Linked DNA regions of Mus musculus: all the other regions are linked to region 5. A link is a contact called in public HiChIP or PLAC-seq and promoter capture Hi-C data. All regions are on one chromosome and are shown on one strand. The core of a region is the stretch at or near the end of the contact, and the rest is flanking DNA. Distances in the headings are between cores, read along the strand shown.

The links. Promoter capture Hi-C pulls out the DNA fragments that hold promoters and counts their contacts. HiChIP or PLAC-seq counts read pairs in DNA pulled down with a chosen protein or histone mark.
Region 1: a contact with region 5 is called in a promoter capture Hi-C map of liver, with 2.2 times the contacts expected there. The contact joins the promoter of Wdr34 here to the promoter of Tor1a in region 5. A contact is called at or near these places in 5 of 39 promoter capture datasets (the SN4741 cell line, hippocampal neurons, liver and 1 more), 1 of 484 Hi-C or Micro-C datasets (the G1E-ER4 cell line) and 2 of 115 datasets of contacts at active chromatin or transcription factors (neural tube and pancreatic cancer cells).
Region 2: an HNF4G HiChIP or PLAC-seq map of pancreatic cancer cells shows a contact between it and region 5. The contact joins the promoter of Qrfp here to the promoter of Tor1a in region 5. A contact is called at or near these places in 3 of 39 promoter capture datasets (hematopoietic stem and progenitor cells, liver and pre-B cells) and 1 of 115 datasets of contacts at active chromatin or transcription factors (pancreatic cancer cells).
Region 3: a contact with region 5 is called in a promoter capture Hi-C map of the SN4741 cell line, with 2.1 times the contacts expected there. The contact joins the promoter of Phyhd1 here to the promoter of Tor1a in region 5. A contact is called at or near these places in 3 of 39 promoter capture datasets (the SN4741 cell line, hippocampal neurons and liver), 1 of 115 datasets of contacts at active chromatin or transcription factors (embryonic forebrain) and 1 of 9 other capture datasets (adipose tissue).
Region 4: a promoter capture Hi-C map of liver shows a contact between it and region 5, with 2.3 times the contacts expected there. The contact joins the promoter of Kyat1 here to the promoter of Tor1a in region 5. A contact is called at or near these places in 6 of 39 promoter capture datasets (erythroid cells, hippocampal neurons, liver and 2 more).
Region 6: a contact with region 5 is called in a FOXA1 HiChIP or PLAC-seq map of pancreatic cancer cells. The contact joins the promoter of Endog here to the promoter of Tor1a in region 5. A contact is called at or near these places in 7 of 39 promoter capture datasets (the SN4741 cell line, cranial neural crest, hippocampal neurons and 3 more), 1 of 484 Hi-C or Micro-C datasets (CD4 T cells), 5 of 115 datasets of contacts at active chromatin or transcription factors (astrocytes, embryonic stem cells, large pre-B cells and 2 more) and 2 of 9 other capture datasets (adipose tissue and liver).
Region 7: a contact with region 5 is called in a FOXA1 HiChIP or PLAC-seq map of pancreatic cancer cells. The contact joins the promoter of Pkn3 here to the promoter of Tor1a in region 5. A contact is called at or near these places in 2 of 39 promoter capture datasets (the SN4741 cell line and liver), 1 of 115 datasets of contacts at active chromatin or transcription factors (pancreatic cancer cells) and 1 of 9 other capture datasets (embryonic stem cells).

What each region holds. Positions count from the first base shown.
Region 1 is chr2:30,046,677-30,050,348 of GRCm38.p6, reverse strand. It overlaps Wdr34 (WD repeat domain 34), which reads left to right and starts at 1,470. Exons shown (of 9, transcript NM_001008498.2): 1 at 1,470-1,665. The coding sequence starts at 1,480.
Region 2 is chr2:31,808,155-31,811,974 of GRCm38.p6, reverse strand. It overlaps Qrfp (pyroglutamylated RFamide peptide), which reads left to right and starts at 1,395. Exons shown (of 2, transcript NM_183424.4): 1 at 1,395-1,568; 2 at 3,057-3,820. The coding sequence starts at 3,057. The coding sequence ends at 3,431.
Region 3 is chr2:30,265,236-30,269,132 of GRCm38.p6, reverse strand. Phyhd1 (phytanoyl-CoA dioxygenase domain containing 1) reads right to left here and starts at 2,314. Exons shown (of 11, transcript NM_001252570.1): 1 at 2,192-2,314. The coding sequence starts at 2,224.
Region 4 is chr2:30,204,201-30,208,381 of GRCm38.p6, reverse strand. Kyat1 (kynurenine aminotransferase 1) reads left to right here and starts at 2,535. Exons shown (of 13, transcript NM_001356474.1): 1 at 2,535-2,749. Gm31201 (a long non-coding RNA gene) reads right to left here and starts at 2,533. Exons shown (of 2, transcript XR_374214.4): 1 at 2,391-2,533; 2 at 1-532.
Region 5 is chr2:30,966,218-30,970,029 of GRCm38.p6, reverse strand. It overlaps Tor1a (torsin family 1, member A (torsin A)), which reads left to right and starts at 2,112. Exons shown (of 5, transcript NM_144884.2): 1 at 2,112-2,356; 2 at 2,675-2,940. The coding sequence starts at 2,176.
Region 6 is chr2:30,169,059-30,173,244 of GRCm38.p6, reverse strand. Endog (endonuclease G) reads right to left here and starts at 1,721. Exons shown (of 3, transcript NM_007931.1): 1 at 1,179-1,721; 2 at 294-403. The coding sequence starts at 1,670. Gm31080 (a long non-coding RNA gene) reads right to left here. Exons shown (of 4, transcript XR_866091.1): 4 at 2,910-2,948.
Region 7 is chr2:30,076,964-30,080,829 of GRCm38.p6, reverse strand. It overlaps Pkn3 (protein kinase N3), which reads right to left and starts at 2,132. Exons shown (of 22, transcript NM_153805.2): 1 at 2,040-2,132; 2 at 1,068-1,296; 3 at 759-904; 4 at 144-255; 5 at 1-74. The coding sequence starts at 2,054.

The DNA.
Region 1 (3,672 bases), core at 221-2,720, 920 kb after region 5:
AGAGTGTCAAATCTCCCTGGAACTGGACTTGCAGACAGTTATTAGCTGCCACGAGGGTCCTGGGAAGTGAACCTGAGTGTCTTGGAAAAGCAAGCAGCCAGTGTTCTTAATCTTTGAGCTCTGAGTATGATTTTTGGAATCCTTGGTGATGTTTGCAAAGCAGTCCTTGTTAGGAAGACTTTTCTATGGCTTTTTATTATCCCTCCCAGTGCTGCTAATCTAATCGGCCTTCCTGGCCTTGGCTGCTCTGCTGAGGGGCATCCTGTCCCTGGGTGGTGCACTGAGAACAGGACCACGGCAGGCTTCCTAGTCTCAGAAAAGAGGAAATAGACCCAGAGGCCTAAACTAGCAGATGGTTGTCTAGAGGCTCCAGGCTTGGTTTGGGGGATCAGGCAAGCCACCTGTAAGATCTTACTGGGTGACTTTGGACGATTCCATATCTGACTGTAAGAGGCACAGGAGTAATAACAATTGAGCTATAGGGGTAGTTCATTGGTAGAACATAGGAGCTGGCATGCAGAAAGCCCGGGGTTCAACCCCAGCACTTCAAAAAGCAAACCAGCTAACTAACAAGCAAGCACACGGAAGGCTAAGGATTTAATAAGATAAACACTCATTTCTAAGCCTCTGCCGGCAGTGGTGGCGCACGCGTTTAATTAATCCCAGCACTCGGGAGGCAGAGGCAGGCGGATTTCTGAGTTCAAGGCCAGCCTGATCTACAAAGTGAGTTCCAGGACAGCCAGGGCTATACCGACAAACCCTGTCTCGAAAAACAAAAGAAACAAACAAAAAAACCCAAACAAACATAAGCCTTTGGGTGCTTGGCTTGACACACTATAGGCACGCACTAACTTGTAGTTAACATTTCGTGTGTGTTGAGGACTGAACCTGGGGCCATCTATCATTGAGATCAACTTCTCCTGTGGTTAGTCTCGAATTTTAATTTAACAAGCATTTTATTTTATTGTTTATGTAAATTTATTATTAGGCCTCCCATCCATTCAATCCCACGTTCGATCTGTGTATGATCTATTTCATTCCATTCATTGGAAATGATGCCAACTCAAATGGCGCAAAGTACAGTTCTGGAGTAGTCGGCTGCTTCCAGCCCGGCCGGTTCTCCGGACCAGCATGGCCCACTAGGCCTGCGGCGGTCCTGCCTCTGCGCCCGGCCGCTCAGCGCCATCTTTGAACCTGGAGCCCACGCCTCACTTCCGCTCTTTTCCTTATACCACGAAGAGCTGTTCCGGACCCCCAAATGGCCTCTGGGCATAGGGCAATCCCAAATCGCTGCGGTTTTGTTGTATTGGCTGATAAACATTTTCATTATTTTTCTTCTGGGCCTTAAAGACGATGCTGTAACCAGTTCAAAAACGGCGCCCACAGCTTCACTTCCTCTCGTCGGACTTCCGTTTGTGGGGGGCGAACCCGCTAAGGTCACGTTCCAGGGCGCAGGCGCGAGAGGGCGGGACCGTCGCCATGGCAATGTGCGCGTCGCCCAGGCCTTTTCGGCGCGTTGGAAGCGCTGGAGCTGCTGCCCTGGCTGCTGGCGGGGCTGGCGGCGCCGAACGGCGAGGGCGGCCTGCGCCTCTTCAGGATGAGACCCTGGGCGTGGCGTCCGTGCCCTCGCAGTGGAGGAGCGTCCAGGGGATCCGCGGGGAGACGGTGAGGGCGCGGGCCCGCTATGGCAGCGCGGGCGGGAAGGCCTGGCGCAGCGTTGTGTTTTCACGGCTTTTTTGTTTTTGTTTTTTCGAGACAGGGTTTCTCTGAGTATCCATCCCTAGCTGTCCTGGAACTCAGAGATCCGCCTGCCTCTGCCTCCCAAGTGCTGGGACGAAAGGCGTGCGCCACCACTGGTCCGCGTGTTTTCATGTTTTAATGAAAAAACTCACAGATGCTTTCGCGTTAGCCTTTTTTTCGGTCTCTGAGGAGAAAGAAACCAACCAACGAAAACAAACAACAACAAAAGCAAACCAGGACAACAGAACTCTTAGGGGTCCCATGCTGTCGTTAAATGACATGTAGTTAATTTACATGGTGGATCGTGCACGTGTCACAGCGCCTGTGGAGGTCAGAGGAGAACTTTACACAAGGTTGTTATTTCTTTGCACCACGAGGGGCCTGGGAATCCAACTCAGGGTGTCATGCTTGGCTAAGTGCCCTTACCAGCTGAGCCATTTTTGGAAGTTTTTTTTTTTTTTTTTTTTTTTGTGAATAGCAGTTTTTAGGCATTTCAACTTGACATTATTGGTGTTTGAAATGGTCAGATACCTTGAGGGCTAGCTTGAACGGTTTTCTATGTTCCTTTGTTGTTGTTCTTTTGTTTGTTTGTTTGCTTTTGTTTTTGTGAGACATGAGTTTCACTGTGTGCCCTGGATGTCTTGAAACTTGCTCTGGAAACTAGGCTGGCCTTGAACTCAGAGATTGCTGGAATTAAAGGCCTCTCTCACCACTGCCCTGCTATGGTTTTCTAGTGTAACCCAAAAACATACAAATAATGAGATAACGGAGGCCTGATGCTGACCAACTGGTGTGTTAGGGATTCATCAGCAGGGAACCTGGAGATAGCTGCTTTCCCGGTGGTTGCAAGGATTACAGTAAGCCATGTATGTAGACAATGTACTGTAATGCCACATCGGTGTGTCATGTTACCGACAGAGCAGGGCTGAGGAACTGTTGGAAAAATGGATGTTGAGTGGCATTTGAGAAGACCAGATCAAGCGTGAGCACTGGCCGACTCTGGAGCTGGGGTCAGCACATTTGTTTGAGGTGTTGGAAGGGGCTGGAGAATCCTTGAGGAAAAGGGAGAGTGGTCCCAGGTTAGGCCAAAATGGGTAAGTAGAGACAGGTCAAGTAAAGTCTTGAAGAACTCACAAACGAAGACTGCTGTTGACCAGTCTGCCTCCAACCCAAGCCCCAGTGGTGCCTGCAGTCTTGTCTTGAGCCTTGTGGGCCTATGGTCTTATGCCCTGATCTGCTCTGTGTTCCAGGCCCTTCTCCGTGCCCTGGGACGTGGAAGCCCTTGCCGTGGAAAGCAAGAAGCGTGACCATGTTAGAGTACACTGTGTCCTTGCAGCAAGCCCGTGATTTGTGTCCTGGCCTAGCAGGGTGCTCTAAACAGCTCTTGCTTGCTGAGGAGATAGAGTTTGGAAGACTCCTGACTGAAATCATTAGTTCAGTCAAACTTCTTTTTTTTTTTTTTTAAAGATTTATTTATTTTTCCCAGCACTCAGGAGGCAGAGGCAGGCAGATTTCTGAGTTCGAGGCCAGTCTGGTCTACAAAGTGAGTCCCAGGACAGCTAGAGCTATACAGAGAAACCCTGTCTCGAAAAAACCAAAAACAAAACAAAACAAAACAAAAAGATTTATTTTATGCATGTGAGTACACTGTAGCTGTCTTCAGACACACCAAAAGAGGGCATCAGACCCCATTACAAATGTTTGTGAGCCACCACTGAGCCATCTCTCCAGCCCCATGATCTAACATTTTTTTCCCCTTAAAGAGTGAATCAGAATGCCATTGGTTTTTTTGTAGACAGACTTCCAGGACCCTGTAAGGCTGTAGGGAATGACCCAGATCCCTGGAGTGTAAAGGCCTCCGCACTGGGGGCAGATCCTGGATCCTGAAGGAGATTCTTAGGTTTTTCATTCTTTTATTTACTGATGTGTTGC
Region 2 (3,820 bases), core at 146-2,645, 840 kb before region 5:
CCCACCCCAATTCCTCCTGTAACACTGCTTCCTTCTTTGCTCAGCCTCTAACCTTGACAAGGCCCATCCTGCTCGATGACATCAGAAACACCCTCAACTCCAGACTCCACGCTGGCCTGGACAGCAGCTGCTGGCAAGGTCCCCCATCATGGCGGACAGTAGCTGAAGACACTGGGGCTCAAGGATCAGAGGGACAGATGCAGGCAGGAACCCAGGAGTGTGCCTGAAAAGCGCTTTGGGAGTCTGCCCAGCCCTCAGAGCCAAGTGTTTGATTAAAGCAAATGTCTGAGCTGGCCTCCCAGCCCCATAGTCACAGCACGGCAGGTGGGAGCCCAGTGTGAACTGAGGAACTGAGTGGGCCACAGGGGAAGGGTCCCACCCTACCATGCAGTTGCTGAATCCAGGGTGTGTGGGTGGGGCATTGTCATTAGTCACCGGAAGAACTGCACTGAGTAGTGGCCCTGGAATGGGCAGTGACCACACCTTGGCCAGAGCACCCGTGGTCAGCATCCAGAGGGAGTCTGGTAAAAGGAGGAGGCTATGGAGATGAGGTATCTACAGCCCCTGCAGACACACACTCACTGCGGTGGTGCCGGCCGGTAAGAACAGCACCCAGCCGTGGACTCAGCGGAAGAGAAGTCATGGTGTGTGGTTAGGGGTGGTGGTGACAGACAACCCTGTCCTTCCTGAGGGTGCCAGTGTGGGAGGAAGGCCTCATTACCTGCCCTACACCTTTGCCAAGTCTACACCTAGCTAACTCGATGCCTTATCTCCCAGCCACCTTGACAGCCACTGGGGAGGTAGGTATGATCATACTCCGCCATTTAGAAGGGCAGGCCCTGTGGCTTTATGTCTGGATGGGCAGCCAACTCTGGAAAGTATGACCAGCCATGAGGCCGCATGGTGAGAGAGACAGAACATACCACTGTTGTCACAGACTGAGTGTGTTGCTGGAGCTGTCGCCCGAGAGGGACCTGCTTAGCCATGAGTTCTAAACCTTGAACCCCTCAGAACCAAGAATTCCTGCCCAGTTTCATGTCTCCCGAGGCTCCTAAGGAGGGGTATATCATATACCAGAACACCTCATCTGCCTACAGAAGGGACTGGGTGTCCATGACCCTCCAAGCCCTCTCAGCAGTGAGGATGCTGCCTCTGTAAGCCCACCGTCTCTGGAGGGAGACCAAGGCAGGGCCACCATCAGGGTTCTCAAGAGTGGGCCTCCATGTCTCCACCGGGAACCTCCAGTGTCTGAGCCCGCGGTTGACCCGTGATGATGCTCTCTGTGCTGCAAGGGTGGCGCCCGCCACTCTTCATCAGACCACATCCTGTTTGCGTTGTCTCTTTGTCCTTTGGCCCACGGTGCCCCTTCCTTCACCACCAGCAGCCCCAAAGGAATCCTGGGGCTAGGAATGCATAGCAATCAGGCAGGCTGGGGCTCGCCTCTCCAGGGAGCTTTATAAAGCGGGGGAACCCCAGAGCCATGCCTGCTGGACCGGGACCTGAGCAGCTCTGCCTGACAACTGGGGTCCAGGGACTCACCTGCCCTTCTTAGAGCAGCCCTCAGCACAGTGAGTACAGCAAGGGACGGGAGGCCAGGCTCTCCAGGTGAGCTGGGTGCAGGCGGGTACAGCCAGCACCACGAGCCACACACCAGGAAGGGCGGGTGTGTGGGAGACCCGCAGCTTCATCCTCAGCTCAAGTTCCACCAGAGCCAGCCGGCCCTAGATGCCAGCCAGGAAGTATTAATCTCTGGGGATAAAGACCATTCCTGGTCCTCCCCTTCTATGGGGAGAAGGGAATGAGACTTGTCTGTCCCATGTGGGGGGCCCTGCCCTCTCCACCCGTGCCTGAGGAAGCCCCTTTAGCAGCAGCAGACTGGAGGCTACTCCAGGCCCTGGGGACTAGGGGGCTTAGCAAGCTGGATTTGGGTAGAAAGCAGGGCTGCTTTTGTTGTTGTTTTTGAAGCTTTCTGGCTGCGCTCACTTCTTTGAAATGTTTTCAAGGGAGCTGTTTCTGGAAAGAAGTCGTCCCCCCTGTCCCCCCCCCTCCCCCCTCCGTCCCCCGCCACTTCCAGCTTCAGGGGCTTCCTCAGAGGATGAGCCAGCTCGGCTCAGCTCACCCATGGTCACTGCAAACACAAGCATCCTCTGTGAGGGAAGGGAACAGTTCCCACCAAGGGATGTGGGGGGGGGGACCTCGAGACAATGAGACAGGTATGGGGGCACAGAGTAATGAGGCTACCTTGAATTCAGCTCTCTTTCTTATAAAGCTGTAGGACCTAGGGCAAACCCTGAGGCTCTCTGTGCCTGAGGTCCTAGGGGGGGTGGCCCCGGGGTTGGTGGGCTGGATGGCTATCATCAGGAAGCAATCATTTCCCTAGAGACTGGCACAGGGAGAAACCACACTGACATTAGAGCCCAGAGCTGTGTGGTGGGGCAGCGTTTGCTGTAGACAGACTTACTGTACAGAGAAACCCATTCACCAGAGCCTGTCCTGCCCAGTGGGAGCTCAGTGGGTGCTGGCTGTCCCCAGCCTTGCCTCTAGCTCCTCCCCAGGTAGGAGTTTGACTTACACAAGGGCCACCAGGCCCATTTCCCCCTCCCAAGAGCAACTTGTTCCTGAATTAGGGAGACAGTGGGGTTTCCCAGCAGAGCTGCTAGACCTATTCATTATCAAGTTGAAAACACGGCAGCTTCTCACTCTGCCTACGGCCCAAGAGTCAATAATTATAATAGAAAATTGAACCCAAATGCACACAGCCCCGAGGGCCACCCGGGTACCTCTGCAAGCCAGCTGGCAGCTCTGGTATTCCAGTACTGAGCCACCAAGGCAGGCAGCTCCCCGGCTACAGGTGAATAGGAATCAGACTAATTGGTCCAGCTGGCTCCCGCGGTGGCTACGACAGCCTGGTGTCCTGGGTGCTAGGGAACCAGGCTAAGCACAGTCAGCAGCTATCCCTCCAAGGGCTGCCCAGACCTTGGGAAGCCTGGGGCCAGGGATTGCATGTGGCCAAATGCTGGCCACTACCCCCTCCTCTCTCTCCCTCCTCTGCTCAGATGAGGGGCTTCCGGCCTTTGCTTTCCCTACTTCTCCCTCTGAGTGCCTGCTTTCCCCTGCTGGACAGAAGGGGACCCACAGACATCGGTGACATCGGAGCCAGGATGAACTGGGCCCAGCTGGCTGAGGGACATCCCCCCAACTCGGTTCAAAATCCACAGCCACAGGCCCTGCTTGTGGTGGCCAGGGAGCAGCAGGCCTCCCACAGGGAGCACACCGGCTTCCGTCTAGGGAGGCAAGACGGTAGCAGTGAGGCCGCAGGGTTCCTGCCCGCCGACTCGGAGAAGGCCAGCGGCCCTCTGGGGACTCTGGCAGAGGAGCTGAGCAGCTACAGCCGGAGGAAGGGAGGCTTCAGCTTCCGCTTTGGACGGTGAGGGCCTGCGTGGACTCTGCCCCGTCTGACCGTCTACTGTTGCCCCGGCCCCAACCTCAGGAACCCAGACCCGGAGAGAGTATCACAGTGCACTAGTGGTGGTGAATAGGTGTGTTCACATTTTCATTTCCAACTTTGCTAAAGTGAGAAATCTGGGTGGTGTTCAAGAAAAAAAAAAAAAACCAAACAAACAAACAAAAAACCAAAATGAGCAATCCCCTCTCCTCCCTCCACCCCACCCTACTCCTGAAACCCTGCACACAGGAGGACCAAGCTTGTCTTGGTCAGTAAGACAATGTGTCCTTATCCTAGCCCATGACTCGGGCTGCTGTCTGTCTCAGCCTCCGACTTTCCCCAGTGGTCTGACTGGAGCAGTCCCCGGTCCCCAGT
Region 3 (3,897 bases), core at 1,065-3,564, 700 kb after region 5:
GGAGGCCTCAAACTCAAGATCCTCCTGCCTCAGCCTTCTAATGCTGGCTTTGGAGGCTATTCCAATCCCGACTAAGCATTGCGAGTACGAGACAGCTTCAGCAGATGGACATGTGATTATGAACCAGCCACCCTCCACACTCACACAATTTATAGTCCAGTGAAGGAGACCCATGCATCCCTTACCATCAGACAAACATACCATCCCACATCACACTGACTTACAGGGAGACAAGGGCAGGGTTTTGAGAATTAAAGGCAAAGAATCTACGAGGTGAAGGGGTCAATGGGCAGCTTGGAGGAAGTGGGGTTAAAGGAAGAGCAGAACATTGGGAAGCAAAGAGATAGGAAAGAGCATTAAAGACAGAGAACAGGAAGTACAAAGCCTGTGGGCACTGGACGACTGGGAAATTGGGAAGGGCTGGAGCACAGGGTGAGGGGAGGATAGCCAGGGGAGCAGACAGAAGGGAGAGTGAATTTGCCCATGCTATGGCTTGTCCTGTAACCCCAAACCCATGCATTGGAAATTTTATTTCCATTGTGTTACTCAGTGTGGGCCGGCAGGGGACTGCCAGGACGCTTGAGTCAGCACCAGCACTAGGAAGGACAAGGCTAGAAAGTCCCCAGTCGCAGGACCTTGCTGGCTTTCTTTCTCCTGAGTGAGTGTGGGGAAGGCTAGGGGCTGTGAACACAGATGCCTGATTCTGACTTTGCCCCAAGTCTCTTTATTCTGAGGCTAGCCTAAGGTGCTGAGGCACATTACGTGTGTGACTGGGTCGCCTCTCAGAAGCTGACTGCTTGCTAGCATGTACAAGGACTGGCTCCTGTTCCCAGCACTGAAAACAAACAGAACCAACACAGTAAGGGACAGAAAGCAAGGATGTAAGCGTGGCCAGGCATGGTGGCCCATGCCTTTAACCCCAGCACTTAGGAAGCAGAGGCAGACAGAGCTCTGTGAGCTGAAGGGCAGTCTGCTCTACAGACTGAGTTCTAGGCCAGAGCAACAAACCATCACTCAGGGTTAACACAGGGAGGCCCTCCATGCTTGAAATCATAAAAACTGAACAAAAGTTCAGCACAAACTGTACAAAAAAATACTGACATGGGGCTTTGTCCCTCAAAAGATAGCCTGTGAGACAGAAGGAAAAGACAGACAGACTTCCACTACATATTTAGTCACAGACAAATTTGGGAACTGTGGCAGCAGTGGCAGCTGTCAAAAGAGAGTAGGTCTGTGTGAGTGCGTGTGGGTTGGGTGATGAGTGTTTGTCTGTGTGGTATGTGTGTGCTTTTATGTATGTGTCTCTGTGTGTATGTGCACATGGGTGCATTTGTGTGTGAGTGTGTGTGTGTGGTGTGTGCATGCATATGTATGTGTTTGTATGTGAGTGTGTGCGGTATGTGTGTGTGCATTTGTATGGGATGTGTGTGTGAGTATGGTGTGTGTGTGTGTGGTGTGAGTGTCTGTGTATGCATGATGTGTGGTGTGTGTGGTGGTGGTAATAGTGGTATATGTATGTGTGTTGGTGTGTGTGTAGTCTGTTTGTATGTGTGTGTTTATGTATTGTGGAGTGTGCCGTGTTTATGTGTGGTGATATGTGTGATGTGTTTGTGTATGTGTTTTGATGTGTATGTGGTATGCATATGGTGTGTGTGGTATGTGTGTGTGTGTGGGGTGTGTGTGGTGGTGGTGTGTGTTTCTGTATGTGTTGTGAGTGTTGGGATCAAATCTTGGAGCCTAAAGCAAGCACTCAACTGCTAAGCCCCAACCACAGCTCCAGGAGGGACTTTGAAACAAAGATCCTCGGCTAGATCTAATACATTAACAGTCCTGGCATATGAGATTGGGGGTGGTTAACTTAAAGTGTGCGTAGTCCACCCCCTGTATGGTAGGCTTTCATAATGAGCTGACCTAGCTACTGGCCTGCCCTATCCAGGCCTTCATCAACAGGCCCCTGGGGCTAGCTGGATTAGATAATCTGAATTGTGGTTTCTCTACCTCCTAGCCCCAACCCCCACTGTATCTGACCGGGGAGATGGCACCTGGGGAGGTGGTGTTGTGACCTGGCCCTCTTGGGCTTTGTTCGCAGAAATTAGGGTTGATATGCAGGGATCTTTCTCTCCTTTGTGAAATGTCAGAGGTAGTTCAAAGGTCACTAGAGGTCTGCACCCTCCAAACCACGGGCCCCTACCTTCTTGAGTTGTGAGGGACTCAGGCAGGCCATGGGGAATACTGCAGGACTCAGCTGGCTCAGCTCGATGGCTCCAGGGCTGGAGAGGAGAAAGTTCAGGAGGGGAGAAAGACCAGTGACTGAGGCCCAGAAGGATTTAACTCTTACCTACCCAGAAAATATTCAACCCCATGCTCCACCCTTCCAAACAAATCCAGTCTGTGCCTTCCACCCAGGGCCCAGTCCCTCCCCTTGCTCCTCCCCCATTTCTGACCTTGGAGGTGGGCCCAGTCTCAGCCCTGGCCCAGCCTCCAGTTAATCCAGGATTAGCTTTTACCTGTTTTCTTTCATAGGCTGGCTTGATCCCTCAAGTCTTTCTCTAAAATTCACTCCCGGGCAGTACTAGTGTGTCTAGTGTGGGCTGGCAGGAGACTGCCAGGATGTTTGAGTCAGCACTAGCACGAGGAAGGAAAAGGCTAGAAAGTCCCCAGTCGCAGGATCTAAGTTTACCCTAGAGGGACATCTGTTAGACTGCAGGGCTTGGGCCCTGAGTGGCTTTGGACTGTGAAGGCCAAAGGGTCCTAGGAAGATAACTTTGTGTGCTTCTTCAGCTTTGATCTGGAGCCTCTGGATGCTGGAAGAAAGTCTATGAAGAGGTGCTAAGGAAAGGCAGATGAGCGTCCTGGGGAACAGAGCCAGGGGCCTCGGGATGAGGAAAGATAGAGATGTTTTCTGCTCTCCAGCCTCAGACCCTCAGACTGGTGTCTACGGTGGGGTGGCAGGGTGGCCAGAACCACAGTGAGCTCTGAAAAGCTGCTCACTGGCCTTCCCAGAAATGGTGCTTTGTACAGCCAGGGGACAGAGTGTCTCAGGAGTCAGCAAGGGGACATACTGCTCAGCTGTCAAGAGCCTTGGCTCCTGACCAAGTGTTTTTCTGGGCCATAACAGTGGGAGCTACTGCTTTGTCTGGGCTGTCCAGGCCTCAAGAGAGCCAGTGAGGGCTGTGGCCACTGGCCCCTAGGGCTGATGGAAATTCTCTCGGGTCAGGCTGGAGAAGGCTTGGAGACAGACCCGGGAAAGTCACAAGGCAGGGCAGGCAGAACTTGTCCTTTCTGATGCAACCGCTGAGCAAAAACAGACACTCTACCAAGTTCCAGGAACAAAGAGCAGAGAAGGCCCCCGCTGCTGAGCCAGCAATGGCCTGGGGACCTCACCAAACCAGGGGGGGGGGGGAGGCTCAGCCAGACAGGTGGTCCTTTACTTTCTCTGCAGTGGGTGTCTAACAGGCCAGGGTGAACAGCAAGTACTACTCACTGCTGATAAGCAGCCTGGGATTAGCATCTAGGAAGTGCCTTCCCACTGCTTCACCCAATGCTACAGGGTGAGCATGAGTGGGTGGAAATAAAACTTATTTCTTCAGTTTCTCCAAATTTTCTAAGTTGTTCTTGAAGGTAGGGATTAGGCCCACACTGTGGTTTTAGGTAGGGTGGTGAGGCCTGGGTGGATGGGCAGGCTAAGGGGCCTCTGTTCTATTCACTCTGCTGGCCTCAGGGGGAGGGTGGGTGGTGTTCCCACATCTCCTTTTTTTCCTCAGAAGCTAACCAGTTCCAGACTGAATTCTACAGGTCTGGGGCAGAGGCCAGAAAGTCTCTCCCAACCCCCACTCCTACTCCTGGGTGGGGTAGGGGCAGTGGAACTGGATTAGACCAGACCAGACAGGACAGGAA
Region 4 (4,181 bases), core at 1,286-3,785, 760 kb after region 5:
AAGACCGGGCTTCTGGCCTTTGCCTCCGGTGAGGCTGAGCAACCCTTACCCCTAGATGACTGCTCTCTAGCTGCATGTGGCTGTCCTTGCTGAGGCTGCCCCGGCCATCTCTCCAGGGTCCTGACATCCCTCAAACCCCACGGATGCCGTGACACTGGAAGACAGCGAGTGCTGCTCTCAGCAGGTTCTTGTGGGACTCTGAGGTACCAGCCTCCAATTGGTGCTAATGAAAGTGCTGTCTGAGGCTGTAGACAGGGCAACAGAAACTACTGGGCATGATGCCTGCCCCACAGACCTTGGCTGTCATGAGGAGTCCCCATGGCAAATTCTGCAGTCTGGAAGCCAGACCCTGCTGGGGATTCAGGGACCAAACTTACACCCAGACCAAAGGGGTCAGTGGAGGGTTCTAGAGGAGTAAGAGAACATGGGTAAGTGTCCCTAGAGCAGGAACAGTGGTGAGAGAGATCCAGGCAGGAAGCAGAGGGCGTGTTTCCTGGCAGGAGACAGAGGTGCCATCCAGAGAATGTTAGCCCTGGAGGAGAGAAGGAACAAGAAAGGAGTGTCAGGGAGGACCAGGCCATACAAGGACTTCCACTTAAAATCAGTGGTACACTCTCCAGAGTAAGCAAATACTTAGTGAGACACCGCACAGGCAGCAATCTATTCGTCACTTCACCCAGAGACAAGTGTAGATCCCACTGGAGACTTGGAAGGGACAGCAAAAGCAGTCTGAGTTGGGAGTGTGGCCCAGCCACAGGGAAAGCCAAAGTACTGTCAGGAGGTCACTGGGAATGGGGTGACACTTGCTGGGACCTGAATGGGTCTAAGAGGGATCTAGAACATGTCACACCTGGGGGTGGGGTCAATTTGTGCCAGGAGGTCAATACAAGAACACAGAAGCCAACACGGGTGTCTAGCAGTAAAGCACCTAGAGCCAGAAAGGTGCAGACGCTGTCCAGGCCACCTCTGCACTGTCTCCTCAGCCGGGATCCAGACACCTGGCTGAAACTGAGCCACTACTTGTTCATGGTTAAAGAGCCAGAACTGAGGCTGCAGGCTCGCCTGCTCCTCCAGGATCCCACTTCCGGAAGTGTACCTCAGGCAACATCGTCCATGTGGGTACCTTCTCCTCTGGACTACCATGGGGCTGTCCTAACAATGCTCAACCCTCAGCTTCTATTCCTGATGTCTGTCTCCTCTCAGACTGCAGTGCTGAGGAGGCCAAGGACACATTTCCCAACATAAGTCCCAGTCCAAGGCCAACCATAAAGACAGGGCAGGTGAAAGAGCCCAGGGATGGCAAAGAGGTTAGTATATGTATCCCACCTAGGTTCCTCTGCGGTCCCCCCACAAAACCTGCAATCATTTTTGCTTCCTCCCTTGAAGCTCCTTCAAGCAGCAAGTCAAAAACCCAGCCACCTGCCCGGATTCCTGATTCACAGGGCAATCCCAGAAGCCCCCACTCTCTACAAAGGCCACTGAAGTGTAACGAAACTGCTCTGTAGCAGGTGTCCTCAGCAGACGAAAACCACTGGGGAGGTGGTGGGTCACAAACGTCTCTTGGTCTCCTGCCTTGTCCTCTACAGACCCTGGGAGACAAGAAGGTCCAGAGTCAACACCCAAAACCCAAACAAGCTATGGAACTGGGAAAGCAGGGAGTCAAGCCACCCCAGTATCTCCTCACAACACTAGCCTCCAGTCCCTGCTTCCCCTGGACTGCCACAGGGGAACCTAACCTTCACCAACTGTGTGGCCAGGTCACTTCCACTGTCCCAAGCCTCGGAACATACTCTTATCCTCCTTATCCTCCGTCCCCAGCACAAGAAGCAGACCTCCTGCCCTTCCTCCTGCGCTGTCTGCTAGTCTGTGTGCTCCAGAGAGCAGAACAGTCAGCAGGGGTTGAAGGTTTTGCTGCCACCTTTCCAAGGCAGAAGGTCTTTGAAACTTTCAGGTCCTCCATTCTTTCCTTCTCAATTTAGCTTCCAATTTCATTGTCCCCTGGCTTCCCAAGCTGTGTTCCTTCAGCCTGGACGCGTCATTGCTGACCTCCAGCTCTTCCAACCTCACCTCCCTAGATCTGTCACTCCTGCCCAATGCATACATGCGACGGGCTAAACCAATAGGAGAATCGGTCTTTTCCAGCCTGAGATTCCAAAGACCAGGGAATAGTCCCGCAGATCAGAAAGAGGGAGGGGTTCAAGGAAAGAGTTCGGCACCAAGTACTAGGGGAGCCCGGGTGGAACCTCTGGGAAGGTGCACGTGCGCGGAGGGGCGTGGATCTGCAGGGACCGCGGCGGAAACTCGGGTGAGAGGTGCGAGCGGAGGTCGGGCCCGCGTCATTGGATTCAGGGAGGTGACAGCGCGTCCCTTTCCATACTCGACCCACTCACCAAGGCCCGCTGTTCTCGGCCGCCACGCAGGCAGCCCTAGTCCTGGGTCTGGCTACCCACAGCCAGTCGCGCCGTGGGTCTTTGGCTCCTTGTTTTGTTTGTACCGCTTCTTAGGTCTCCGCCCCGGAAGTGATGTCACCGAGCGCAAATGCTTGGGGATCCTAGGCTGTCGCCCAGTCTTTAAAGGGCACACAGAGCTTCGCACTGCTTCTGACAGTTCTCTTGAGCTAAGCTGCATCTGGGCGGAAGTAGCCCATCTAGGGCTCGGCCTCTTTAAAGGAACAGACTTCTGCAACCTTGGGAATACGTTTGGGGTCGCGGGTTATTGGACAGAGCAGCGCTATTGTTTGCTGAAGCAGGTCAGTTCCTGGTTGCCGTGCGGGGTTTCATCTAGATCGTGTGTTGAAGTTAGCTAAGGTTTGCGAGTGCTGTAGCTCTTTGATCCATGTGCTCCTGTTTGTATGTGATGTGTAGCTTCTCTGAAAGAAGGATCTATCCCCTGAGAAAAACTTGCACACGCGGTCTTGGCAGCTCTACACTCAGTCACAGAACCAGTTAGACTAGTTCTCTCTGCACCCACGTCCACTCTCCCAAGGTAGTCCTGGCCAAGAAGATGCAGACTGCGCTAACGGAGAATTGCCTGCAGAGCTAGCGCCAATAGTCTCTGTGGGTCCTTCTGGGTTCTGTCGGTTCCCGGGCTGCACGGCAATTGGATTCATGTACTAATGTGGGACAACTTCCAAGATAACTTAGGTTAAAATAATAATAATAATAATAATAATAATAATAATATTTTTTAAGTTAATGGGACAGAAAGAATAGCCTTCAGTCCTACTGAAGCCTGCTATGGTCAGATGTGCAAAACCCATGTTCTACCAGGCATATCACAGACATGCCACATGACCTGCAGGAAAAATGGGGCTGAAAGAGGCTGAAAGAGAGGGTGAACGAAAGAGAACAGGGCTGTCCCGCGTAGGTGGACTCCAAGGCTTACAGTCCTCCATAGACCTGGAGTATCATCTATGAACAAATGTGACCACAATGGTAGACACCAGGTGGCCCCGCTGGTGGGTTCACCGTTTTATACACACCAGTTCTGTTTACCAATGGGTGAGGCACAGAGTTTGGAAAAGGATTCCCACAGATGTTCACTCCCCTCCCACCCGCAGGAGGGTTTGAAGACACCAGGTCTCTCCCTCTGCTTCCTGGGAGCCTTAGCACTAATTTTTGGATCTCCTGTGTAGTCGACCTAGTAGGGAGCTCAGGGTCTCACAGCCAACAGGACACTGTTTCCACCCTATGTTTCTGTGAGAGCAACAGACAACCTGGCAGTCAGTTCCTGTGCTGAAAACTTTTTTTTTTAAGATTTATTTATTATTATATCTAAGTACACTGTAGCTGTCTTCAGAAGAAGGCATCAGATTGCATTACAGATGGTTGTGAGCCACCATATGGTTGCTGGGATTTGAATTCACGACCTTTGGAAGAGCAGTCAGTGCTCTTAACCGCTGAGCCATCTCTCCAGCCCTGAAAACTTTTTTTTTTAAGATTTATTTTATTTATTTTATGTAGCTGTACAGATGGTTGTGAATCTTCTTGTGGTTGTTGGAATTGAATTTAGGACCTCTGCTCGCTCCAGCCCAAAGATTTATTTATTATTATAAAAAGTACACTGTAGCTGTCTTCAGATGCATCAGAAGGGGGCATCAGATCTCATTATGGGTGGTTGAGCCACCATGTGGTTGCTGGGATTTGAACTCAGGACCTTCGAAAGAGCAGCCAGTGCTCTTA
Region 5 (3,812 bases), core at 863-3,362:
ATACAGCTACATGCAGAGGGCCCAAGATTTGATCCCCAGGAATGACAACAACAAAAGACCAGGCCTATGTCCCAGAACTAAGGAGGTTGAGGCAGGGAGATCAAGTTTCAAAACCAGTCTGTACTATGTTGAAAGACAGCCTGGCGTAGTTCTGAAGATTTTAGCTTAAAACGGAGGCTGTGGAGATGGCTAACAGGTTAGGAGTGTAGAGGTCCTGTAGCCTAGCTACCATCCCCTGACCACCAGCCAACCCTGCCCCCACCCTGCCATCCCAAAGAAAGCTTAATATGAAGCCAAACAAGAAACAGAAGGTCTGAGGCATAGCTCCATGCAGCATTTGCCTACAATGCATGGGGCCCAGGGTTTCATTCTCAGAACTCCCCTTCCCCAAGTGTCTAGTATTTCTCAAAACTCTCAAAGTCATTTAAAGAGCACCCAAGAGAAGCTGAGAGTCAGCACTGTGGGGAGCTCAAAGTGTTCCCTGTTAGTGGTAATTTATAAATGTTACAGTTTGCTCTTAAGCCGACTAGCTTCCAGATAACTGAGACAGGACTATTTAATTTTATTTAACAGGTTTAAGGCACAACAACTGAGCAGTATTAGTTTATTTTAGTCCTTTAAGCTAATCTGACTACTTCACAGCCACAATCCTTGAGATACTTGTTGTATTTTATGGCTTTCTCTGCTCCAGCTGTTTTTTATGATTATGATGTCTTCTGGACTTCCCACCTCATGGCTAAATCCCCACTTCCTCCCTCTCTCCTGTTCTGTCACTGGCTGATCAGCCCTTTATTGACCAATCTGAATAATTAGGAAGCAATGTTTACACAACATTGATGACAGGCAGTTCTCAAAATAAGGATAGCAACCATATATGAGGGCATAGCAATCAGCATGTGAATAATACAAGGATAATCCTTATACAGTGCACAATAACATTATTCCTACAGTTCCCTAAGGAAGAAACTGGGTAAGAAACTATGGGCTTTATTTAATAATATTGCTCATGGGGCTGGAGAGATGGCTCAGTGGTTAAGAGCACTGACTGCTCTTCCAGAGGTCCTGAGTTCAATTCCCAGCAACCACATGGTGGCTCACAACCATCTGTAGTGGAAATCTGATGCCCTCTTCTGGTGTGTCTGAAGTCAGTATACTCACATACATAAATAAATAAAATCTTTAAAAAAAAATACTGGTCATGGGTTTTTAACAAGTATGAGATGCAGATCCCTCTTTTTTTTTTTTTTGAGATGTCAGACTCTCACTGTAGCCCTGACTGCACCTGGAATTCCTTGTATAGGACAGGGTGGCCTCCAACTCAGATATCCAAGACAATCACCTGTCTCTACTTCCCAGAGTGCTGGGATTAAAGGTGTGTGCTACAATACCCAGCCCTCAAATGTCAGTTTTGTTCTGTTTTGTTTTGTTTTGTTTTAACGACAAGATCCAATATGCAGCTTTGACCTGCTTGAAACTTTGTAGACTGGCCCCAACTCATACAGAGTGTTGGGGTTAAGGGTGCACACCACCCACCGCACCTGTCAGATTTAATGATAGGGACGCACGTTGGGGGGGGGTCATGTGGGAACCCACTATATTATCCTCTCATTTTTAAAAATTTATTCATTTACATGTTAATTTATGCATGTGTGTAAGCCCACATGAGTTTATGAGCACCACATGCACGCAGGTGCCTGCGTCATTTCTTTTTTAATACTTATTTATTTCATGTATGTCAGTACACTGTCGCTGTCTTCAGACACACCAGAAGAGGGCACCAGATCCCATTACAGATGGTTGTGAGCTACCATGTGGTTACTGGGAATTGAACTCAGAACCTCTGGGAGAGCAGTCAGTGCTCTTAACCGCTGAGCCATCTCTCCGCCCATCATTAAAAAAAAATGGTTCTAAAACACTGTTACTTGATGGGGATAGGGCAGCAGTCATCATCACCTGATTCCTATAATCTCAATATTATTCCTGTAACATCAAGGTTCAGAAGCAGAAGGGACTTTGCCCTTAACAAAGATGGTAGCCACTAGCGTCGGTAGACTGCCTGCCCCGGACAAAGAGGGCGGCCCCGCCAGCAGGAACCGGAAATACGAGTCTGGGCGGTGCGCGGGGTACGGTGGGCGCTGGGCGGGCGCTGGGCGCGCAAGGTGCGCGGGTCCGGTTATGAAGCTTGGCCGGGCCGCTCTGGCCCTGCTGCTGCTGGCGCCGTGCGTGGTTCGTGCGGTGGAGCCCATCAGCCTGAGTCTGGCCCTGGCCGGCGTACTCACCACCTATATCTCCTACCCTCGTCTCTACTGCCTCTTCGCCGAGTGCTGCGGCCAGATGCGGAGCCTCAGCCGGGAGGGTAGGCGGGCACCAGGCGTCCGGGATGCTGCGGCAGGGGGATGGCGCCGCTGCCAGGCCAGACTTTGGCCGGAGGCCTGAGAGATGAGTGGTCGGGGCCCGGGGTAGGGTGTCAGCCCTGCGCGGAGCTCTCCGGGGCGGCCTCACGGCACCTCTTCCGCTTGGCTTTGGGGCCAACCCCGAGGAAGGGCAGAGTTCGCAGCACCAGGGTCCCTCAGCGCTCTCCAAACCAGGCTCCGCGGGCCCTGACGTCCTGGAAATGGGGCTGCCTTTTGCCAGCTTGTTTCTCTCCTGACCAGAGTGATCTTTCCTTTCTCAGCGCTGCAGAAAGATCTGGATAACAAGCTCTTTGGACAGCATCTTGCAAAAAAAGTCATCCTAAACGCCGTGTCTGGTTTCCTAAGCAACCCGAAGCCCAAGAAGCCCCTTACCCTCTCTCTGCACGGGTGGACGGGCACCGGCAAAAACTTCGCCAGCAAGATCATCGCGGAGAATATTTACGAGGGCGGACTGAACAGTGACTATGTACACCTGTTTGTGGCCACGCTACACTTCCCCCACGCCTCTAACATCACACAGTATAAGGCAAGAGCATTAAGTTGACCGCCTTCGCGGATGACCCGGAATTGGGGTTTCTCTGTTGTGGGGTGGGATGTGGGAATTCCACGTCAGTGAGTGAGCCACAACATGGCTCTCTGTATGTCAGTTCCTCTTTAAAAGGTGTGCACAGAAGTGGTCATATCCCTTGGAGGAATGACAGCTGAAGCTAGGCTACCGTGTTTTAAAGGGGACTGTCAAGAGCTGGGGGTAGCTCGGCATAGAGCACTTGCCCAGAATGTGGGAAGTTCTGTATTATGTCTCTCCACCCCAACTCCCACAACTCCCGCTGTGGCGAGGGTGCACTGGGGGATAGATATGTAAGTTACAAAGGGTTTGAGATACATAGAGCAGTTAGACCACCAAAGTTTTATGAGTGGCCTCTGTGACACTCATAAAGTGACTCGGTAAGGTGACAACTTGGCTGGGAAGTGGGGACATAACAACTCCAGGGTCTTTAGGAGTCGCCTCCCCCCGCCCCCTGTTGTGAAAAGGAAACCTAGAGGCCAAGTTTGCTTTGACCCAGCTGTTGCAACCTGCTATTGGAGTTTAATTCTGATAACAGGCTCACACCTGAATTCAGGTTCGGTCCCTCCCTCCCTACAGCTGTGCAGTAGGGGCTGTCACTTAACTTGAGCAGGGACATTCTTTATCTTAGAATGGTGCTTCAACCTCGAGTCTGTTAGTGCACCCCCTTTCTGTTGAGCATTGTGTGGCCATAACTGTGGCTTTGTGCAGGTTGTTTAATCTTGGTGCCTGAGGTCAGCGGGTGTTTTCCTACACACCTGTATTCCCAGCAGGCTGAGGCAGGAGGATCACACCTTTGAGGTTAGTCTGGGCTACATAGTAAGCTTCTGTTT
Region 6 (4,186 bases), core at 472-2,971, 800 kb after region 5:
GCTGCTGCTGCTGCTGCTGCTGCTGCTGCTGCTTTCTGTGCCCTCCCGAGGAGCTCAGCTCATTTGTCTGCCAGGAATCCTTAGCACGTCAGAGGCAAGGGTGACAGCCTCCCGTGCAGCCACGGGTTACAGGTGGTAAGGCAGGTCAGACGTGGGGAGCAAAGGCAGGTGTGGGGCCAGGCACCTGAGGGCACAGCAGAGTTCTAGGCCACCCAAAGGTCTCTGGCTACAGTGACACAGAAAGCCCAAGGTTGGAGAACAGGAGTCGGAGGCCCCGTCAGCTACAGGCTTACCTGGGCAGGAAAAGCGGCCCCGTGCAGACATAGACATTTTGGTAAGTTCGCGTCAAGCTGCGGCTGTACCTCTCAAGGTTGTTCCAGGCATTCTGGTTGAGGTGTGGCACCTGGTGGGAGAAGCGAGGCTCAGGAGCACACCTCGGACCTTCCATTAGGCATGCCCCAGCTCTTAATGTCAATGCCCAAACATTTGAAGGACAAGGGCTCAAAGAAGGGCTCCCTCCTTACGGCTCTGTGACTACAGTTTTTGAGCCAGTGCTAGCCACACTCCATTCCTGGCACTCCAATGCTCTAAGCTTTCCCCATCTCAAGGGAAGGAGGAAGGAGGGGACATTAGTCATTCAGAGACCCCCAAGGTCTCTTGGAACTCCCAAACCTTAGGTCAAGCTCTAAAGGCACGGGGACTGGACAGTGCTGGTGTGCACCTTTAATCCCAGCACTCAGGAGGCAGAGGCAGGCAGATCTCTTGAGTTCCTGGGCAGCCTGGAAAATCGAGCAACAAAAGGTGTGGGGTGGGATATGGTCTCCTGTCCATCTCCATCCACTGGGTGGATGTCCCAGGAACCTACTTCACAATCAAGACCCTGCTGGGAGCAGGTGCAGTGCTAACAGTGTGCCCTGGAGGCCTGACTGGCCCTAGGCCAGCAGGGTAGACTGAGGAGTCAAGCTCCCGGGTTCCCTGAGGAAGCACACTGGGTGGCTTGCTGACAGGCATTGCTGCAGCCCGTCACTACTTGGTGCACTGCTTCCCACGGGAGGCTGAAGAAGGATAAACCCCGGATTCTGCAGTGCCACTGTAAGATTCCTCCCTCCCGCCACGGTGCACGTGTAAAGTAAGATCTAGACGCTGCAGTCGGGCGGGCGACCAGGGTCCGAGACTACCTGAGGCGCTACGTTGCTCAGGTAGAAGGTGTCGTCCATGGCCCGCTGACTCCAGCGGTGGTTGGCGGCGGCGGCCAAATGGCCGCGGTCAAAGCCACTGCCGCGGTAGTCCGCATTGGTGGCGCGGTGGTACGCGTGCACAGAGTCATCCTCGCGGAAGTCGCAGGCGCTACGGTCCCCGTCGCCACGGAGCCGCTCTGGCCTCAGCTGCTCCAACACCCAGAGCGCACCGCGCGTGCGCGGGTCGTAGCTAAGCACGTAGGACTCGCGGCTCCGGAGCTGCGCCACGCCGGGCAGCCCGTACTTGGCCAGTTCCCCGGTGCCGCCCGCCGGTCCCCCCGGCAGCGCGGGAAGATCGGCCGCGACCACCGGCAACAATGGCACTCGGCCCAGCAGCCCCGGCGCTTTGCCCTCCCGCCGCCGCCAATGCTCTGCCGCGGCGCCCAGCCCCGCGCCCAGCGCTAGGGTCAGGCCGGCCCGCAGCGCGCGCATGCCTACCGGAGGACAAGGACGCTACTGATGTTAGCACAGAGTGAAGGAGCCTGTGCTGGCGTGGCCCCCGACGCCCTTCAGCTGCCCTTTTAAGACGTAGCTGGGTCCTGGTGCCGCCCTACTCGCTTGCCATTGGTCGTTCCACGTCGGGCTCCGCCTCGCCATGTACACCTCACATGGCCCTGCTTTTAAACAGGACAGAACCCCAGATCTGTCAGACCCCTCAGGTGCACCCACCCTCCTGCCACCAAACGAGCGAAGGATTTCTCTAGATTGATTAACAGAAGAATGCAGGTGTAGCTATTGATAGCCGCCTGGAACCTAAGCTTGCTATATAAGGTTAGAGAAAATAGCTATGCTAGGGTCATACTTTTCAACCCACTTAAAGGGTTTGGCCTGGGAAGTATGTTGTGTTGGCCAATGTTTCCTGTCCGTAGGTCAGGGGCTGGCTAAAGATATTTCCTACATTTCAGATGGAATAGTATTTAACTTATGAATATTTTAAGACATCAACTTCCTTACAACCTATTAAGACGGAGGAAGACCGATACATAAAAACTGAAGAAAATAGGGCTGAGAGTGTACAGTCAGAGCCACACTCATTAGCATGGGACAAAACCAATTATACATTAAAAGATAATTGGGGGATGGCTGGGGGGATGGCTGAGGGGTTAAGAGCTCTTCCAGAGGTCCTGAGTTCAGTTCCTAGCAACCACGTGATGGTTCACAACCATCTGTAATGGGATCAGATGCCCTCTTCTGGTGTGTCTGAAGACAGTGTATTCATATCCATAGAATAATTCTTTTTGTAAAAGGATTTATTTATATATTACATATACAATGTTCTGCCTGCACGATACCTGCAGTCCAGAAAAGGGCACCAGACTTCATTATGGATGGTTATGAGCCACCATGTGGTTGCTGGGAATTGAACTCAGGACCTCTGGAAGAATAGCCAGTGCTCTTAACATCTGAACCATCTCTCTAGCCTGAATAATAATTTTTTTTCTTTTAAGATACATTGGGAAATAGGGCATCTGCAGGTGTTGATGGGTAAGAAGGCAATGGAGGGAAATCATACAAATACCGTGTACATGTGTGAACATGTTATGATGAAACTTGGGCTTGTTTGCTTGGTTGGATTTTTTTAGACAGGGTTTCTCTGTGTAGTCCTGGCTGGCCTGGAACTCACTCTGTAGACCAGGCTGGCCTCGAACTCAGAGATCCGCCTCCCTCTGCCTCCTAAGTGCTGGAATTTAAGGTGTATGTCACCACAGACTGTTGAAAAAATGAAAAAAAAAAGACAAAGTTGTAGACTGGAGACATGGTGCAGCAGTTCAGAGCACATGTTGGTCTAGCAATGGACCCAGGTTCAGTTCCCAGCACCTATATGGTGGCTCACAACCATCTGTAACACCAAAGGATTTGTAGGCAAACACCTATATAGACAACATAATTTTGTTTTGTTTTGTTTTTTAAAGATTTATTTATTTATTATATGTAAGTACATTGTAGCTGTCTTCAGACACTCCAGAAGAGGGAGTCAGATCTTGTTACAGATGGTTGTGAGCCACCATGTGGTTGCTGGGATTTGAACTCTGGACCTTCGGAAGAGCAGTCGGGTGCTCTTACCCACCTGAGCCATCTCACCAGCCCCATAATTTTGTTTTTTAAAGAGCATATTCAACTCTTGCAGAGAACCCAAGTTAAGTGACAGGCAGCTCACAATGTCCTATAGCTTCAGTTCTCGGGACCCATTATATTCTGAACTGTGCAGCCTCTGCAGTTCTAAGGTGAAGGATTCAGCTCAAGTGACCAGAATTTTGCTTGCTTTCTTTTCTTTTCTTTTCTTTTTTTTTCTTTTAAAAAGATTTATTTGTTTTATATATGTGAGTACACTGTCTTCAGACACACTGAAAAAGGGCATCAGATTCCATTACAGATGGTTGTGAGCCACCATGTGGTTGCTGGGAATTTAACTCAAGGCCTCTGGAAGAGAAGTCAGTGCTCTTAACCTCTGAGCCATCTCTAAAGCCTACAACTTTGGTTTCTCTAAAAACACTGTTATAGCCGGGCGGTGGCGGCACATGCCTTTAATCCCAGCACTCGGGAGGCAGAGACAGGCAGATTCCTGAGTTCCAGGCCAGCCTGGTCTACAAAGTGAGTTCCAGGACAGCCAGGGCTATACAGAGAAACCCTGTCTCAAAACAACAACAACAGCAAAAACAAAAAACAAAACAAAAAAACCAACCAACCAAAAAAAAAAAAAACAAAAAAACCACAGTTATATTTCGTGAACATGATTTTGTTTTAATCCCAAGTGTGGGATATGGGGCTGCTTCAGACTGTGCACAGCCGATAACTATGATTGTCTCATGCTCTAGGAGGGACAGCATTTTTGGCAGCTGCAGATAGTTTATGTTTGTAATTCTGGGGACTCTTGAAAGGGAATAAAGCTGAGAACCCTGAGAGGGCCTGTGATGGCTGTGGGCCCTGCTGCCACTGGTCCCTGCTGC
Region 7 (3,866 bases), core at 883-3,382, 890 kb after region 5:
ATTCTTGGCACCTGCAGCCACAGCAGCCTCTACTCGAAGTCGGTGCTGCAGCTCCTCTGCCAGCAAGTCGGGGCCTGCAGGGCGGAGGTGAACCCTTAGCCTCGGCCATCGAGGGCCACCCTCCCTGACCTGAGAGGCCTCACCTGGCTCTGGAGAGCCACTGGACTCCAGGCTGCTTATCTTCATCCGGAGCAGGGCCACCTTCAGTTGACTGTCCTTTAACATCTGCTGGGCAGCCGCCAGGAGCTTCCTCTCCTGGGGAGGTGACACTCGCCCCATCAGAAGGGGCTTACGGCAGACCACCAGGGCCTGGGTGGGGCTGAGCCTCCCCTGTTATACCAAGGTTCAAGCTCCTACAAGGAAGATACTACAGGCAAGCCTCCCTTGTTGAACTAGGTAATGGGGGGTGGAGGCTGGCGGGGTGAGCGGAACCTGACACTCATCAGTTTGACAAGCTAAGTAGTAAGGATTCTGTCAGATGGAGAAGAGAGGGTAGGTTGCCAAGAGCTGGACGGGCAGCCGGCTGGATCTTCCGCTAGCCTTCTGTTGTTGGGCTTTGCTGACAGTGTGGGTCAGAGACTTGCCTCACCCACCTACCTGTACTTCTAGCATTAGGTGAGGAGCTGGGCCAGGGTAGCATTTCCCTGTTGGCACAGGGTCTGGCTGGCTTTGTGATCCTTATACCTGAGAGCTACGTCTCTCCCATCAGGTAGATGAGAAGCCAGGCCTACCCCTCTTCATCAGACGCCAGCCCTTACCTTGGGGGTGCCGCTGGCACACGTGTGAATCATATTCTCAGCCCCCTGCTTTACCTTTAGCTCTACCTGCAGCTGCCTATGTAAAGCCTCCGAGAGCCGAGCCCTGGACTGCTCCGCCCGCGGCTGGGGTTCCGAGGTCACTGGCTCTGCAACACAAGGCTAGAGTTCAGACCCCGGGGAAGCAGCGCTTGCCTTTTTCCCTTCCCTTCCGTATAGACAACATGTGGATGATATAGGGTGGTCAAAGCCAAGGCCAGGATTGTGTTCGTGAGTCTCCCGTTCCCAGGTTTATTCAGACTCCTCGCTCACCGGCTGAGGCTGGCAGCAGAACTTGGGCATGCAGCTCCCGAAGCTCGCCATGCAGCTGCTCCAGGCGGCGGTTGGAGGCCCTAAGCAGTTGCTGCACATGACCCAGGTGGCGTCGGTCTGTGGCCACGCGCCGCATGTTCTCCATGCCCTCCTTGATCTTCAGCTCCTTCTGGATGGCTCGGCGGACCATCTCTTTCTCATCCTTGGGGGCTCTCTGGCCAGTCCCAGGCTGCAAAGGGCAGAGAAGTCTTAGCCTACCCTGCTCCACAGCAAAGAGGGAACAGATACAAAAGGCAGAGCCCCAGAGTGTCTCAGAACCCTGCAGTGTCTAGCTCCTGTCTCCCTTTCAAAGAAGGGAGAGAGAAAACAGACCAGGTTCGCCCAGTGCCTTCTGGGTACTGAGGTTTACACTCTAACAACACACTAAATTCCCTTCTCCTTGGTAGTAGTCGCTCTTTTGTGGTCCTGGGGAAAGAAGCCACAGCCTGGAGCGTGCTAAACAAGAGCTCTGACACAGACCCACATGCTTAGCTCTCATTCCTATTTTATACAGGAGCAACAAAGAAAGAAGAGTTAGGTGGCTTGCTCACACAGGCAACACAGAGGAGTGGCCACTGTGGATCGAGGGACAGTGTGATCCCATTTTCTCCCAGCCTGCCACACTGCTCTCCCTAGGTCTGAGAAGCAACCGGAACCTGGGAGGTAATGTAGGCAAAGAATTCACTCTAGGTCCCCTGCAGGAGACAGCCAGTGGCCCAAAACACCACAACTTATTTCTTTTGCCTTACATAGTGTGGCAGACAGGTGCTGTGGCAGAAGTGGCAAGCAGGAGCTACAGCTGTTCACCAGATTAGAGGCACCATCAAAGGCAGGGAGAGAAAACTTCTCGGAGGCTGACCTTATTCCAGAGCAACTCCTGCTGACCCCCTTCCTATCCCCAGGATCCTGGAAGCCACACTATTTTATCCTTACCTTTCGGTGTTCCATCTCCTAAGCCCCATGAAAGAATGGCTACTCTGTTTAGGGGCCCCAGGCCTCAGCTAGGTTGATCGTCCTGCCTTAACTGTCAGAGGGCAAGGGCGAGGCTCAGGAAATCCTTTGGCTGCCCCAAGCAGGAGGGCCAGAGCCAAAGGCCTGAGCAAACAAAGCTCTTACAGAGCTGGGGGCCTGCTGGCCACCGGGGTCCTGAGTCACCTCGCTGCCGCTGCTGCAGGGCGGAGGCTCACAGGAAATCGGAAAATGTGTATAAGCTAGACAGGCCGAGAAGGATCTCCGGAGGAAGGGTACTGGGAGGGGTGAGATCCAGCCTTTCAGGCTGCCTGAGGGCTGCGGTGCTCCAGTCTACTGCACTTCACCTTCCCCTCAAGTCCTGACTTGACACTAGGGTGTTATCTTCTACATAAACATCTCACCTCACCTTTAACTGTCCTGGCATAGAACAGTATCTCTCTCTCCTGCTTAAGTGACACATCTAACCCGAACCTCTCCACATTGTGGACCCCTCGTTGGACCCAAGAGTTCCTTGCACAATGCTGAGCCAAATCCCTCTAGTGGCCAACTTGTTCTAGCCTGTGGGTGTGGTGTATTGGGGACAACGCCCACTGCGCGCACAATCTTGTCCCCGTTCCCCGTCCCTCCGCTCCCCCCACCCCCTCCCCGCTCCCCCAGTCCTCTTGGAAGGCTGTATACTCCAACCTTTGCGCTCCTGGCAAATTCCCACCTTCCTGCAAGTCTCTAGAAGATCGAATTTTAGGGAACTTGACCTATCTTACCCCCACCCCCACCCCCGGTGGCATATTCCACGGTAACAGGCGTGCTGCCGGGCTGGATCTCCGTCACTTCGGGGACCTGGGCACCAGAGCGTCTTAACCCAGGGCTCAGGCAGAGAGGCCAGAATAGTGTGAAGATCCGAGCACCGTGTGCTCAGAGTTGCAAACACGGTCGCTGCGTGCGCTTGGTTCACCTGGCGCACAGCCCCCTCCGGCTCCATGGCGCCTTGCCCGCCAGTCCTCTCCTCCACTGCGGTTCCGGAAGCCCGGGTCTCAGTGCCTGACTTTCAAACTTGAAACTTCCCGGGAAGTGGCGCGGGACACGCGGTCGGGCGCCCCCTCCGGAGACTCGCGCGCCCCGCAGGAGCTGGGGAGCAGCGCCCCCTCCCGGCCACGCGGGAGCAGCGTCACGCTCTGCACCGCAACTGTTCTTAGAGATGGGAAAGCCGAGGGCCATTTCTGCTCTAGCTTTGCCCGCAGCATGCGCTGGGGCCTGGCCTGGTCACGGAGTAAACCTTGACCCAAATTATGGCCAGATCCAAATAAGATACGAACTAACTCAGACTTGTGCAAAACGCATTTTCTGACTCAGCGGGAGTCAAGGTTCTGATTTAGCATAAGGATGTCCACAGGGGCTGAGGAGGAAGTTCAGTAACTGTGTGCTGTGAGCATAAGGATTAGATCAGTCAAACCAACCTTGTTGGTTTTTAAGGGGCTGGGAGTGAGGGCAGGACTTCTCCGGTGGGTAGGATTTGCCCAGAACATAGGGGGTGGGGGTTTGCCCTCCAGGTGTGGTCGTGAAGACCCTATGGTGCCTGGTGCAGAGGGCCAGACAGAACCGTGGTTGGCGTTAACGCCAGCACACCACACCCATGCCTTCAATCCCAGCAATTGGGAAGCAGAGGCTGTCAGATCTGTGAGTTCATGGCCAGCCTGATCTACAGAACAAGTTCCAAGACAAAAAGAAGGGCTACACAGAGAAATCAAGTCTCGAAGAACCAAAAAACAGCCAACCAACCAACCAACAACA